2 separate regions of the Sus scrofa genome follow, and region 2 is linked to region 1. The links are chromatin contacts, called in public HiChIP or PLAC-seq maps. All regions are on one chromosome and are shown on one strand. Each heading gives the region's core, a stretch centred on a gene start, on an enhancer-like site or on the middle of the called end of the contact. The rest is flanking DNA. Distances are from core to core; before and after follow the strand shown.

Region 1 (7,523 bases), core at 1,725-4,224:
ATGGTGGTGGCTCTGATTTTTTTTTTTTTTTTTTTTTGCTTTTTACAGCTGCACCTGCAGCATATGGAAGTTCCCAGGCTAGGGGTCCAATCGGAGCTACAGCTGCCGGCCTACACCACAGCCACAGCAACGCAGGATACAAGCCACATCTGCGACATATGCTAAAGCTCACAGCAATGCTGGATCCTTACCCCACTTAGCAAGGCCAGGGATCAAACCGGAAACCTCATGGTTCCTAGTCGGATTCGTTTCCCTTGAGCCACGATGGGAACTTCCATGGTGGTGGCTTTAAACTGGTTTAGCAACCTTGAGAAACCTGGGAATATGTGGACTGGAGTCGCCCAAGAGAATGGCTTCGAGCAACCGCAGGTATGAAGGCCTAATTAATTTGACTATTAAGAGATATGACCTGGAGTTCCCGTCGTGGCGCAGTGGTTAACGAATCCGACTAGGAACCATGAGGTTGCGGGTTCGGTCCCTGCCCTTGCTCAGTGGGTTAACGATCCGCGTTGCCGTGAGCTGTGGTGTAGGTTGCAGACGCGGCTCGGATCCTGCGTTGCTGTGCCTCTGGCGTAGGCTGGCAGCTCCAGCTCCGATTTGACCCCTAGCCAGGGAACCTCCATATGCCGCGGGAGCGGCCCAAGAAATAGCAACAACAACAACAAAAAAAGACAAAAAAAAAAAAAAAAAGAGATATGACCTCACTTTTATCACAAGCAGAACATATGAGACACAAACTAAAAATAACCGCAACACACCAAAATATTATTACACTTTTTTTCTCTTTGCTCCCTCTACTTTATACACTCAGCACATAAGACTGGTATAATATCCTTTAAGTTAAGCAAAAGTCTTTTTTCTTCAAACAATTTTTTTTTTTTTTTTTTGTCTTTTTGCCATTTCTAGGGCCGCTCCCTCGGCATATGGAGGTTCCCAGACCAGGGACTGAATCGGAGCTGTAGCTGCCAGCCTACACCAGAACCACTGCAACGCGGGATCCGAGCCGCATCTGCAACCTACCGACCTACCCCACAGTTCTCGGCAACGCCAGATCCTTAACCCACTGAGCAAGGCCAGGGATCAAACCCACAACCTCATGGTTCCTAGTCGGACTTGTTAACCACTGAGCCACAACGAGAACTCCTAAACAATGTTTTATTTATTTATTTATTTATTTATTGGTCTTTTTGCCTTTTCTAGGGTCGCTCCCGCGGCATATGGAGGTTCCCAAGCTAGGGGTCCAATCGGAGCTGTAGGCGCTGGCCTACACCACAGCCACAGCAACACGGGATCTGAGCTGCGTCTGCGACTTACACCACAGCTCACAGCAACGCTGGATCCTTGACCCACTGAGCAAGGCCAGGAATTGAACCCACGACCTCATGGTTCCTAGTCAGATTCGTTAACCACTGAACCCCGACGGGAACTCCCAACGATTTTTTAAATAAATAATTTTTGGCCACACCCCTGACATGTGGAAATTACTGGGCAGGGGTCAAACCTGTGCCACAGCAGTGACAATGACAGATCCTTAACCCACTGTGTCACAAGGGAACTCCCAAAAGTCTTTTTAAAAGAACTCTGTTTCCTCAGATGTCATAGAGAGAAAACATCAAAAGCATAAAAAGGGAACTCCCAATTCCTCAGCTTATGTCCTAAACCACAACTCAAACCCAAACATACTGATCATGAAATTTCATTCCTAGAGTTTTTCTTGTCTTTCCTGTTTCAGTTCTTATTTCACAAATGACGTTAAAATAGGGGTTTCCGTGGAATTGTTCTATCCTGATGCAGTGCTTCCTACCCTCATGTTTCTGATTAACTAAAAGTAGATTCCAAACAGCTTCTGTCCAAAACAGCAAGGGCTGCTGTGGTGACATAAGGCAAAAGCTAACACAGGATGGGCCGAACTGTCCCTCCTATTTTTAGCAGTTTGTATGTGTGTGGGGGGCGAAATAAATCCAAAGAGCATTGGCTTTGTTTTGTTTCTTAGGGCCACACCCTTGGCATATGGAGGTTCCCAGGCTAGGGACCAAATCGGAGCTATAGCTGCCAGCCACAGCAACACCAAATCTGAGCCGAGTCTGCGACCTACACCACAGCTCACAGCAACACTGGATCCTTAAACCACTGAGCGAGGCCAGGGATCGAACCCTCAACCTCATTGTCCCTGGTCAGATTTGTTTCCGCTGCACCAGGACGGGAACTTCAAAAAGCATTGCTTTAAATTTACTAGTCATTCTATAAAAGCATCTTACTTTTCTACTCAAAAATATTAAATTCCAACATAAAGAGAAACACTTGCAAATATTTACTCTTTGGGCTGGTGTCCTTCTAGAGAAATCTCTTTTATTTTTGCAGGATTTATTTTCTTTTTTAATAGATGGTCATATCTAAAACTTATAAAATGCTGTGACAGTTTCACAATATGCCCATATCGAAGCCCAACAATATATCTTAAAAAAAAAAAAAAAATACGTTGGAATCTAAACACCAGAGCTCTGGGGTCTAAAGTCCACCGAGTTTCCTTTCCAAAAGTCACAATTTTAAATTAATTTTCACTTAAAAGCGCCAAGAGTCTTGTCACTTAAATCCTTAAAGACTATATTAAACTCAGTCTAGGGAGTTCCCTGGCGGTCTAGTAGTTGCGATTTGACCCCTTTGCTGTGGCTGGCTTCAACTCCTGGCCTGGAAACTGAGATCCCAAGTCAAGCCTCACCCTGTGGCCCAAAATAAAATAAACTCAATCTACCACTGTCAGCTTATATATATATATGAGACCAAAAATTTGAAAAAAAAAAAAAAAAAGCACTTTTCCCCTAAATCTTAAGATTATAGGAAATTGTGACTTAAATTCTCCTTCGAAGATTTCAACGGAACACAGGTAAAAATGTCTCCTTACTTCTCAAAACAACTCCGCCATCTCCTCTTGCAAAGAGGAAGTGAATACAGCGCTCAGAGAATGAAGTTTCTAGGTTAGTCACTGACGATTGCTTCAAAAGGCTGCTGCAGACTCTGAGACAAAAAATAATTAACACTAATAGGATTAACAATTACCAAATGCTTATCAAGTGCCAGATGCTGGTTCTACGGGCTTCAGATACACAACTTTGGTTAATAATCCAAAGAGGGCGGTACCTTTATTTTCCCATTTTACAGATGAGAAAACTGAACTCAGAGAGGTTAAGTGACTTGCTCAAGGTCACACAGCTGGAAAGCAAAAGAGAAGATAGTCTAGCTCTGGAGGACCCAATCTTACCCGTGCTCCCTTGATCTTTACAGAAGAAAATCCGTTCTGAAGTTGCGGTGACCTGTGGATGGAGGCAGCCTTACTCCCCTGATGACACAGTGCTTGTCCATTATTATGAATAAATGAATTCATGTATATAGGCTGTTGGTATTTCAGATACTATGTTTATAGTCTAACATCAGAATATTAGTAAACTTCCTCTTTGATGAATGTGTATTTTGAAATAAAGAATATTTCCGGAGTTCCCATCATGGTGCAGCAGAAATGAATCCGACTAGGAACCATGAGGTTGCAGGTTCAATCCCTGGTCTTGCTCAGTGGGTTAAGGATCTGGCGTTGCCGTGAGCTGTGGTGTAGTTGCTAATGTGGCTTAGGTCCTACATTGCTGTGGCTGTGGCGTAGGCCGGCAGCTGTAGCTCTGATTAGACCCCTAGCCTGGGAACCTCCATGCCCCAGGCGCGGCCCTAAAAAAAAAAAAAGAGTATTTCCATTTTCTAGTTTAAACTATAGACAGAGTATGGAGTTCTCTTGTGGTGCTGCAGATTAAGGATCTGGCGTCGCTGTAGCAGCTCAGGTTGCTGCTATGGCTTGGGTTTAATCCCTGGCCCAGGAACTTCCATATGCCATGTTGTATATATCTATATTTACATAGAGAGTATTAATGAATAAACTAGGAAAAAATGATATCTTATGAACATAATCTCACCCTCAAAATTCAATCCTTTGTTGGTTCAGTAAGTGTCTACTTTGCACCAGCCACTAGAGCAAGCAATAAAGATATGACAATACTGGAGTCACAAGCTCTACCTTCAAGCATTTCCAGATCCACTGGGGAAAAGACATAAGAAATCGACAATAATAACACAGCAAAATAAGATCTGCCCAAGAGGTAATGAGAGTAGAAATTACACAAAGAGGGAGACTGCAACTCAGCCTGGGACATCCATCAGCACTTAACAGGGAGGTTACACATAGTACCTAGGTATGTACATATGTACGTACATACATACATATATGGTATCTTGGCCGTGCTCTATCTCTAAAAGGAAACAAGGGAGTTCCCGTCGTGGCGCAGTGGTTAACGAATCCGACTAGGAACCATGAGGTTGCGGGTTCAATCCCTGCCCTTGCTCAGTGGGTTAACGATCCAGCGTTGCTGTGAGCTGTGGTGTAGGTTGCAGACGCGGCTTGGATCCCGCGTTGCTGTGGCTCCGGCGTAGGCTGGCAGCTACAGCTCCGATTTGACCCCTAGCCTGGGAACCTCCATATGCCGCAGGAGCGGCCCAAAGAAATAGCAAAAAGACAAAAGACAAAATAAATAAATAAATAAATAAAAATAAATAAAAGGAAACAAGGTGTTTTCTAGTCACTTCTATCTCCTGCTCCTAAAAGAAGGTATATTTTTATGTTATATATATTTTACCACTATATATATTTTATATATATTTATATATTTTATATTTGTCTTTTGTTTTTTTTAGGGCCACACCTGCGGCATACGGAGGTTACCAGGATAGGGGTCTAATCAGAGCTGTTGCTGCTGGCCTACACCATAGCCACAGTAATGCTGGATCCAAGCCACGTCTGCGACCTACACCACAGCTCATGGCAACGCCGGATCCTTAACTCACTGAGCAAGGCCAGGGATCAAACCCACAACCTCATGGTTCCTAGTCGGATTCATTTCTGCTGCGCCTTGACGGGAACTCCCACAATATTTTTTTAAAAGTCGAGTTGAAAAAGCAGGTGCTAAAGGGTACACACTGTGATTCTATTTGGGTATACTTACAAAAGATACTAGTACAAATTATATGTAAGTGAAAATGGCAATGTTACACAATAAATTTCCATTTTTTTCTTATCTTCTCTTTTCATTTTCTTGGCTGCCCTGAGGCATATGGGGTTCCTGGGCCAGGGATGGGATCAGATCCTAGCCACAGCTGCGGCAACACTGGATCCTTAACCCTCTGTGCCAGGCTGGCGATCAAGCCTGAGTCCTGGAGCTACACAGACACCACCAACCCCACTGCACCACAGTGGCAACTCTTCCTTTCTATAATTTTTAGCGAAGAGAATGAAACTGTCCACAGAGCTTCTGCGCTGCCCACTCGCACCTCTCACAAGGGTCCTGTCATATTAATTCTACTTCTAAAAAAAACAAAATAGAGCATGAAACTATCATTTTTTCCTACTATTTCTGTAAAAGCTGAAAACATTCCGATGAAAGTGCTGCTCTGCTCAAAACAACCTCACTCCAAAGACCCAGGATGACAAAGTAGCCTCTGCAGGGACTTGCCACATCGGGGCCAAGGGAGAGGGCGGGACCAGCTGTTTCTGCTCACACCGCACTGACCAGAGCAAGTCACGCGGCCACACCTGCAGCCACAGGGGCTGAGAACATAACCTCCTGCCAGGAAGCGGCGGTGGCTGTTTGGAGCACAGCATGGTCTGGGCAGTAGAGGCTCTTTCTCCAGCACAAACAGGGGTCACTTACTGTACCGCTCGCTGACTCTTTCTCCTCGACACCCTGCTCTCCAAGCCGACCGCCCAGTGACATGTGTGACCTTCTCAGCGAGGCTTCCTTTACCAGCTCCAGTGTCCCATCCCCACTTTATGGTTCCCATACATCAAATAGTTTAGTCATAACCAATGTGTATGTGGAGCTCCTGGTATGGCTCAGTGGTAACGAACCCAACTAGGATCTATGAGGACGCGGGTTTGATCCCTGGCCTCAATCAGTGAATCAGTGGGTTAAGGATCCGGCGTTGCCGTGAGCTGTGGTGTGGGTCTCTGATGCGGCTCAAATCCCGCATTGCTGTGGCTCTGGCGTAGGCCGGTGGCTACAGCTCCGATTCGACCCCTAGCCTGGGAACCTCCATATGCCACAGGAGTGGCCCTAGAAAAGGCAAAAAGACCCCCCCCCCCAAAAAAAAAAAAAAGGATACAGCCTTGTCGTGAGCTGTGGTGTGGGTCACAGACATGGCTCAGATCTGGTGCGGCTGTGGCTGTGGTGTAGGCTGGCAGCTGCAGCTCTGATTCAACCCCTTGCCTGGGAACCTCCATATACCATGGATGTGGCCCTAAAAAGACAAAAAAGAAAAAGAAAACCCAACATGTAAGTATGTATGTACGTTTATATGTACACACACTGTGAATACAGAAAAAAGCAACGCCAACAAATGATGAATCCAGGTGACTCCATCAACCTTTCAGCAGATTTGAGCATTTTCCTTCTTTTTTTTTTTTTTTTGGCTGCAGCATGCAGAAGTTCCTTGGCCAGGGAATGGACCCGTGCCACAGCAGTTACAACACTGGATCCTTAACTGCTAGACCACCAGGGAGCTCCCAGATTTGAATATTTTCAGAATAAAATGTTGGGAGAAAATTGAGACCTACAAGCCCGGCTTGGGTCTTCGCTAGCTGTGTCCTGCTGCACACAGGAGGTGTGAAGGGTGGCCCACAAGTAGGAGGAAGCGAGAAGAGGGGCAAAGTACTGCACAGTGTGTACAGGGGAGACTAACGAAGCAGAAACCCAAGCCAGAGGAAGCCCTGGTGGCATCCGGATTCTGGGTTCCCATCCCTTCCTGTGACCCAGCTACCTTTCTGTCCCTGGGTTCAGAAGGAGAATCCTATATCCTTCAAATCAATCCCCCTGTTTGCCTAAGCTGGATAAGCTGTTCTAGCACTCATCGTGTGCAAGTTTATAAATACTCAGTTCCCCGGAGACATGGTCACTGGTCTGTGCAGAGCATCAGCCAGCCTTTTTTCACTGTTAGGTTTTCAGAACTCAAGTTCACTTTCACTAACTACAGTAATGTCATCTCTGAATCATCCCAGAGAGTAACTCTGAAAATCGAGCAACATACAAATTCTCGTGCTGCGATGCTGCCTCAGGAGTTTCTTCCTCAGGACAGGCAGGACTCAGCAGGCAAAGGGACACAGGAGCACCAGCAAAGCTGGGGAGCTTTGGTGAGAAACACGGTGTTGGGGCAGTTCTGAGTTGTTTGATAAGTCTTCGCTGTTAGTCTAATGGGAATTTGACAGCTTGATGAACCCAGATCCCCACACTACAATGAGAGGACCAAGCCCTCCAAGCAGCTGAAAACTGCCACAGGACACACAAAGCACAAGTGGAAGAGATGAGAGAACAGCAGTCACCTCTGCCATCTGTTTGCTAATCACACTCTGCGTCACTTCCCAGATTACCCACCCAACTCAAAAAACTGTTTACGCCAAGTTTCAAGAGCTGGCTTTTGGAGTTCCTGCTGTGGCG
Region 2 (7,523 bases), core at 2,669-5,168, 220 kb before region 1:
ATATGTATAAACTGGGTTTTACAGAACACAAATTTTCGTTTCTTCCTACATAATTAACTATAGGGTTTTTTCCCCTGGCTTCTTTTCTTTTCCTTTAAAATCTGCTTAATGATGAAATGAATACTATTTAATGCAGAAAATATTCTAATCATTGCTTTAATATCATACTTAAGAGACATATATTATGCCTTTAAACTCTGAAATAAAACATAAATGAGTTTACATAAATCCAAAAGAACTCAAAATCAAGTGGTCATAGCTTTTTTCTTTTTAAAATACTGTTATACTGACTCTGTAGAATATGTCCTTCTTATAGCCCCAGCATATCCTTTCACGTACTGATCATGACACTGAAAACTGTATGCAAAGCTTGTGTGCCGAGATGCAAATCTTATCTCATGTCCAAAAAAGGAGATGGGGGGAATACTTTAAGATATTTAGATTCATTTGTTATAGGGTTGGAAAACTACTCAGATCTGGCAAAATCACATGACACTAAATGATCGCTGTTTTCATTATACACCAAATACAAAGTGGGCCTCCTGAAGAGACTGGACAGGAAGATTATGCAAATAAAAGAGAGAAGTTCTCCAAAACATGTGTAAAAAAGCAAGCACAGGACAGACTATGCAGCACTAACTATAAGAGAATGTTTAGCAATGTAACCATGTGACGCATTTAGGGAAGTATCATAATAGAAAACTCATGAGCCTGAATTCTACTTTTAAGGTTGTCACTGTGCAAAAATGATCACATATAGTAAATATCAAATATTTACTTAATAATTATTCCATTGCATCCTCTCAAAGTTTATCCATAGTGTGCATTCAAAACATATCTGTGGGTTGACCAATATAGGGTCATAAAAATACTTTTCTTTTTTCTGTTTTTTTTTATGGCTGTACCTGCAGCATATGGAAGTTCCTGAGCTAGAGGCTGAACCAGAACTGTAGCTGCCGGCCTACACCACAGCCACAGTGACTCAGTATCCGAGCTGTACCTGCGACCCACACCACAGCTCATGACAATGCCAGATCTATAACCCACTGAACAAGGCCAGGGATCGAACCCGTGTCCTCATGGGAGTACCCATGAGGTTTGTTGGGTTTGTTACCAGTGCGCCACCATGGGAAACTCCAAAAATACATCTTTGTTCAGTATTGTTACTGCTAGATATTCTTCAGGCTAAAGAGTTAGAAATCAACTCTGGAGGACAAGAAATCGAAGTGGGACAGACAGCTGGACTTAACGGCAGGAAAGCAATCTCCCTGCTTTAAGGAGCTGCTCTTGAAGTTCTAGATTGCTTTGAGATACACAGAGCAAATGACGATCAGAACCTGATCACTCGCAGACTAAGTATGTTCCCTGGAAACTAAATACGTCCTAGAGACATTTAGTTTCTCTTTATTCAGTGGTCACTGTTTTTACTTCAGAGCACAGAATGATCATCAACTCTTGGATGCAGAGAGCATCAAGCATCATTATTCTTTTACACCTAGTTACTCAAAGGTTGGTCCGGGAGTTTTGGCATCACCTGGGATCCTGTTACAAACTGCAGAATCTCAGGTCCCACCCCAGACATACTGATCAGCACCAGCATTTTTTTTTTTAACTGGTCTTTTTAGGGCCGCACCCATGGCGTATGGAAGTTCCCAGGTTAGGGGTCAAATTGGAGCTATAGCTGCTGGCCTACACCACAGCCACAGCAACATGGGATCTGAGCTGTGTCTTCGATCTACACCACAGCTTATGGCAACACCAGATCCTTAACCCACTGAGTGAGGCCAGGGATTGAACCTGATTCCTCATGGATACTAGACGGGTTCATTAACCACTAAGCAACAATGGTAACTTCAGCATCAGCATCTTAACAAGACTTCCAAGTGGTTGAGAGGCACTGTTCTACTGGACAGAACACTGAAGCAAGTCAGAAGACCCAAGTTTAGGTTTAAGCATCAGCCCCATGTCTTAATAGGAATTTCAGAGTGGGCGAGACAGCATTTTTTAGACTTGGTTTCCTCAACTATAAACTAGAGGTAGTATTTGCCATTTTAATTACATAGACACCACCAAAGAAGGTCATTTGGGGAATCAAAAAATTGATAGATGTTAAAGCTCCTTGTAAATTATAATTCACTACACAAAAATACAAGGCACTATTGTTAATAATAAATACAGCTTAATTATACCTGTCCTCGTTTGATCTCTCACAGACCATGAGAGGCATGTTATTAGATTATAGCACATTATGAAGATAAAAGGCTCCTTCATGTGTCACAAAGTTTTCAAGCCTCTAATCACACTGTAGCTAAACCTTTCTGTTTTCATTACAAACTAAATGCCAACTAGGCCTCCTAAAGAGGCTCCATCTATATAACACTGCTATTATCTTGCCCCAAAATTCGATTTATTCTTGCCATCTATTCTTTTTTGGGCTTTACTATAATTTCCAAGATAACAAACTAACTGGTTTAACCTACTGCCAAGCCTGAGAACTGAGCTGCTCTGGAAGAGGCTGCTTTTGCACAAGTCCTTGGCTTTTCTGGCCACTGAGCAATAGTCTCTCATCTCCAAAGCCGAGCACAGCCATAAGGCTGTAGTTTACATGCTGCGGTTTATACTCGGTATTCTGCATTCTGTATTTTATGCTAAGGAAAGAAACCAGTACCCCAACTTTCTGCCTAATACCCCCTTATCTTAAAAGAAGTCCATGAATCTTTTTTATTTTGACTTTTTAGGGCCACACCTGCGGCACATGGAGGTTCCAAGGCTAGGGGTCGCATCAGAGCTGTAGCTGCCAGCCTACGCCACAGCCACAGCAACACCAGATCCTTAATCCACTGAGCAAGGCCAGGGACTGAACTCCAATAATCATGGATACTAGTTGGGTTCGTTACTGCTGAATCACAGTGGGAATTCCTCATGAATCTTTAAAAAAAAAAAAAGAGAAATTCCTAATCTGAATCCACTGTACCCCAAGACTGTTGTGCCTTTTTCTTTTTTTTTGGCCATGACCATGCGGAACTTCCCAGGCCAGGGATTAAACCTGCGCCACAGCAGTGACCCAAGCCACTACAGTGACTATGCCAGATCCTTAATCTGCTGCGCCGTGAGGGAATTCCTATTATACCTTTTTCTTACATATCAAATGAATGCCAAGAAGATTCTGTTAACCAGGGCTTGGTTAACAAAAACTGAATGGCTTTAAAAATGAAAATATAGCTAATGGATAAATTTATTTATTCATAAGATTCAATTTTTACAAAATCTATAAAATCAATTAATATCATAAAATACTACAGGCATCAGCTTATAAGCTGCAGTCTTAAACTGGCTTTTCAGCTGCTAACCCAAACACTTTCTCAACCCGCAGAAACCAGGCTTCCCCTTTTCCCTATCTCAGTTGTACAGTCCTTACTTCCACTGACACCCCATATGCCACGGAGACCCTTACTGAGAATTCAGACTCCATGCAGGGGAACAGAAAAGGATTAACACATGCAACTGTGCAGCAACACTTTTAGACACAGTTTAACTTAAAAAAAAAAAAAAAAAAAAAAGTCTGCCCAGCACAAGAACAATTCCCAGGTCAGCCCAAGAGCAGAGAATTAGTACTATCAGGTGATCAGAAACAAAACCAAGGCAAACACCCACCAAATTCAATACTGAGAGAAATTACTATTAAAAGAACTGCCACTCCCATATACTCAAAAGCCACTATCCATAGGCAAAGGCTATTGGAAAAGCTCCCACTATTTCCTCCAAAAGCACTTGGTTTTGATACAAGATTTGCTTTAGGACGTAAGAGGCACAAAAAGAGTAACTTTAAGGACAGTTTTTCAGGCTAAGACTCCCAGGAGGTGTAAGTTCCTTTTCTGTTAAGGAAATGAGAGAACAGTGCACGGTATCAATGAGAGCTGGATAAGCATTGAGGGCAAGTGCTCATCTGTGGGACAGGGAAGGTATGATACGAGAGCAAGTGCCCTCTCCTAACTGAGGATTTGGGGTGGGCTCCTACCAGTCTCTGTTGCTCCAGGAGAAGATCTGCTTCCTCTTTCTCCTTTTTGTATAGGATCTCCATTTCCTGTAATCTAGAAGGAAAAGAAAAGTCAGAGAGGGAAGAACAAATTGTGACATCCATGACCGGTTTCTTGAATTCTACCATGTTTAAAAGAAGGGAGAGTCATGTGGGCCACATCACATGTGTATGTTACCTTTTTTCCATCTCCTGTTTCATATCAATTCCTTGTTTTTCCAGAAGCTCTCTCTGGGCAAACGTCCAGTCCACAGGCTCAGAGGGGGTCTCAGCAGAAGGTGTCTTCTCCCGTTCGGCCCGTGCTTGCTCCGGGTGGTTAAAACGAAACACATGGTTTTTACCCATGATGATGCGGTTTCCTGGCATAAAAGAGAAACGAGGTTAAGAAATCTTTTCTTTTTTCCTTTTTATAGCCGTAACTGCAGCATATGGAAGTTCCTGGGTTAGGGGTCAAAGTGTAGCTGCACCTGCAGCCTACACCACAACCATGGCAACACGAAATCCCAGCTGCCTCTGTGACCCACACTGCAGCTTGTGGCAATGCCAGATCCTTAAACTACTGAGTGAGGCCAGAGATCAAACCTGCATCCTCATAGACACAAAGTCAGGTCCTTAACCTACTAAGCCGCAATGGGAGATACCAAGAAATATTTTTACAAATGTATAGTATCTAAGTTAATAACTTTACTCTCCACAATGCAAAAAAAAACTTTTGGAGTTTTACAAGAACATAAATCATAATTTTTTTTTTTTTTTGCCATTTCTTGGGCTGCTCCCATGGCATATGGAGGTTCCCAGGCTAGGGGTCAAATTGGAGCTGTAGCCGTCGGCCTACGCCAGAGCCACAGCAACGCAGGACCTGAGCTGCGTCTGCAACCTACACCACAGCTCACGGCAACGCCGGATCCTTAACCCACTGAGCAAGGCCAGGGATCGAACCCGCAACCTCATGGTTTCTAGTCGGATTCATTAACTACTAGCTGTGATGGGAACTCCCATAAATCCTAATGTTGACCACCACCTCAACCTTTTAACAAAGAGTTAGAAATTAAAGAGTTGCTCCCACAAGCAACTGAAGACTTCATGCCTCTCCCAGTCTCACCTGAGCGGAGCTGAACAGGCTGCGCCACCCTCTTGCCATTGACATAGGTTTCTGAACGTTCACAGGGCTCCAGGGTCACGATAACTAAGAGGAACACAAACTAATGTTAGCACCACAACCCACTGGAAGGAAATAATGGAAAGCAGATCAGATGACTAAGTGTACTCAAGACAACTAGAACAAATTCCTGCAACAACCAAGTGGCTTAGCAGCTACGTAACAGTTCATTGAAGGGTACTAGAACCAGCACTGTGGCTTGGATGGAGACATCTAAATAAACTGGACAAACCTCAGAGGAAGACAGAAAATGTTAGTTTCAGTGATACCTGACAATTCAGTGCATAAAAATGAAAGGCTTCCAAAATCTTAAGTATGAAATATAGGTAATAACCAGAAACTTAATATCAAAAGCTAATATTCTGATTAGGGAAGAATAAATTATATACACAAAAATACTATTAGACTGTTATTGTTGTGTTAATAATCTGGGCAAAAATCAAGACAGACTTTTTCTTCCCTTTAGATAAAAATAAATTCTACTGGCTTAAGACTAAAGGTCCTTCAAATCTCCCACTACCCAGGATATTTGTTCCCTCACTTGTCTATTAAATAATTAAAATTCAAGACCAAGCCTAACTGCCTAGTCCTGCTCAATTCTTGGCAGTAACAAAAGGGCTCCTTTTGTCTGGGCTTTTTCATGTAAAGTAGCTACGTCCATTCCTGCATTTATAAGCAGCCCAGGTTTCTTCCATTTTCAAATATTAGAGTGTACAAGAAAGTATTACTGAAAGAGACAGGGAATACCAAGTCTTGGGGATTTCTCAGAATATAGAATGAAGAGTTGTTGGAAAAGCGAAGCTGAGAACTCTCACCATCCCCACTGTTGTTTCTCTCGCTCCGGAAGATACAATGCTCTTCTTTAATGTGAGCCCCGCTCAGCACGATGTCCTGGCGCCGCTCAGCATCTGCTTGGCCAACCCTGAACACAAGGCAAAGTGTTTCCCAGGGAAATTCAGACACAAAAAGCACTACAAACAATGAGCCTCTTTCTCCTGAAGAACATTCTCTGGTACGTACAAAAAAGGTATTGCCTTTCTTTAATCAGAGGCTTTGAACTGCCAATTCTATGTTCGTATATGATCAACACCCCTACATTAGAATAAGAAACAATGGGCAATGATACACCAAATAACTCACACAGCATCACAAAAAGATAAGGGTGAACTAATCTCCTTAATGAATTCACATGTGATGCTAGAAGGAAAAATTTTACTTAGAGACAGTGAGGAAAAAAAGACACATGTTCAGTGGTTTGGCGGTTAAAACAACTAAATAATTTGAGAAAAGCATAGAGAGGATAATTTGTAACTACTTCAAATGGGAAAAACAGGAAACTGTTATAAGAAATTTTTCAACAAACAACTTCCCTTTGGTTTTTCAATAATCTAGAAAAACATCGTGTTCAAAATCGTGACCAAAAGGAGAAACAAACGTACCTAGTAATTCCATCTTTGATGTAATAAAGCAGGCATTCGGACATTAGCGGGTCCTCATTGAGGTTAACGAGATGTGGGGTCTGAAAAAGGTCACAGACAATCAATTAGGAGCAAGCACCACTGAGGAGGCTGTGAGAAGGACAGGGACGTACAGGAGGCTGATGGCTTCCTGGATTACCCAGAGTGCCTGGAAGAGGAACTTCCTTCATTCCTAGCTGCAATTCCACAATAAACGGAAAGCTCTCTTTTCGGGCCTCCCCAAACTGCACTAATGCATTCTATTTAAAAACATAAATTCTGGGATAAAGAGCAAGATCCAATTCTTGACAAGGACAAAGCATGGAGAACATAAAAGAAAAATTAGGGCAGGCTGATTCTCTGAATGGAGCAACCATAATTTTTATAAACACTTGGTCAAAAATCTTGAAGGGCTGAAGAATTTGCCACTCCTAGAAATGTCAATTTGAGAAGTTCCCTGGAGGTCTAGTGATCAGGACTCTGCACTTTCACCAATGCAGCTCGAGTTCAATGCCTGGTCTGGTTACTGAGATCCCATATCAGGTGCTACACGCTGTGGCCAAATCAACCAAAAAAGGCCACAGGACATATTATTTTGAGCTGTTGGGCACAAGAAAAACAGCACAGGGAGGGTGAAGCTTTCTCTGAACTTCCCTTATCTGCCTAAAGACAGACTGTTCAAAAAGAACTCAGTTGTCATAAATCCCCTCCCAGAAGTTTTACTAACCAGGAGAAAAAACTAGAAGTTGACACCACACCCAGACAAACTCTGTCCCAAACTACCATCCCTCCCCCTACCCCCAATTGTCCTAAAAGTCAGTGACTCTCCCTTGCGGACTACCTCTCTATCCCTTTACCTATTAAGATGGTA

Evidence for each region. HiChIP or PLAC-seq counts read pairs in DNA pulled down with a chosen protein or histone mark.
Region 2: an H3K27ac HiChIP or PLAC-seq map of alveolar macrophages shows a contact between it and region 1. The contact joins two enhancer-like sites. A contact is called at or near these places in 2 of 2 datasets of contacts at active chromatin or transcription factors (alveolar macrophages and skeletal muscle).

The regions. Positions count from the first base shown.
Region 1 is chr6:70,367,357-70,374,879 of Sscrofa11.1, reverse strand. The region is part of intron 1 of UBE4B (ubiquitin conjugation factor E4 B); the gene reads right to left. Among named protein-coding and RNA genes, the nearest start is that of UBE4B, 25 kb to the right of the region's middle. Within about 2 kb of position 2,974, at least 2 of the 83 cell types and tissues checked have an H3K27ac peak or open chromatin away from gene starts, as enhancers often do. A contact at or near this core is called in alveolar macrophages, where this site is marked.
Region 2 is chr6:70,583,351-70,590,873 of Sscrofa11.1, reverse strand. KIF1B (kinesin-like protein KIF1B) reads right to left here. Exons shown (of 46, transcript XM_021095324.1): 16 at 6,635-6,714; 17 at 6,011-6,117; 18 at 5,139-5,222; 19 at 4,215-4,395; 20 at 4,019-4,091. Among named protein-coding and RNA genes, the nearest start is that of TRNAE-UUC, 83 kb to the left of the region's middle. Within about 2 kb of position 3,918, at least 6 of the 83 cell types and tissues checked have an H3K27ac peak or open chromatin away from gene starts, as enhancers often do. A contact at or near this core is called in alveolar macrophages, where this site is marked.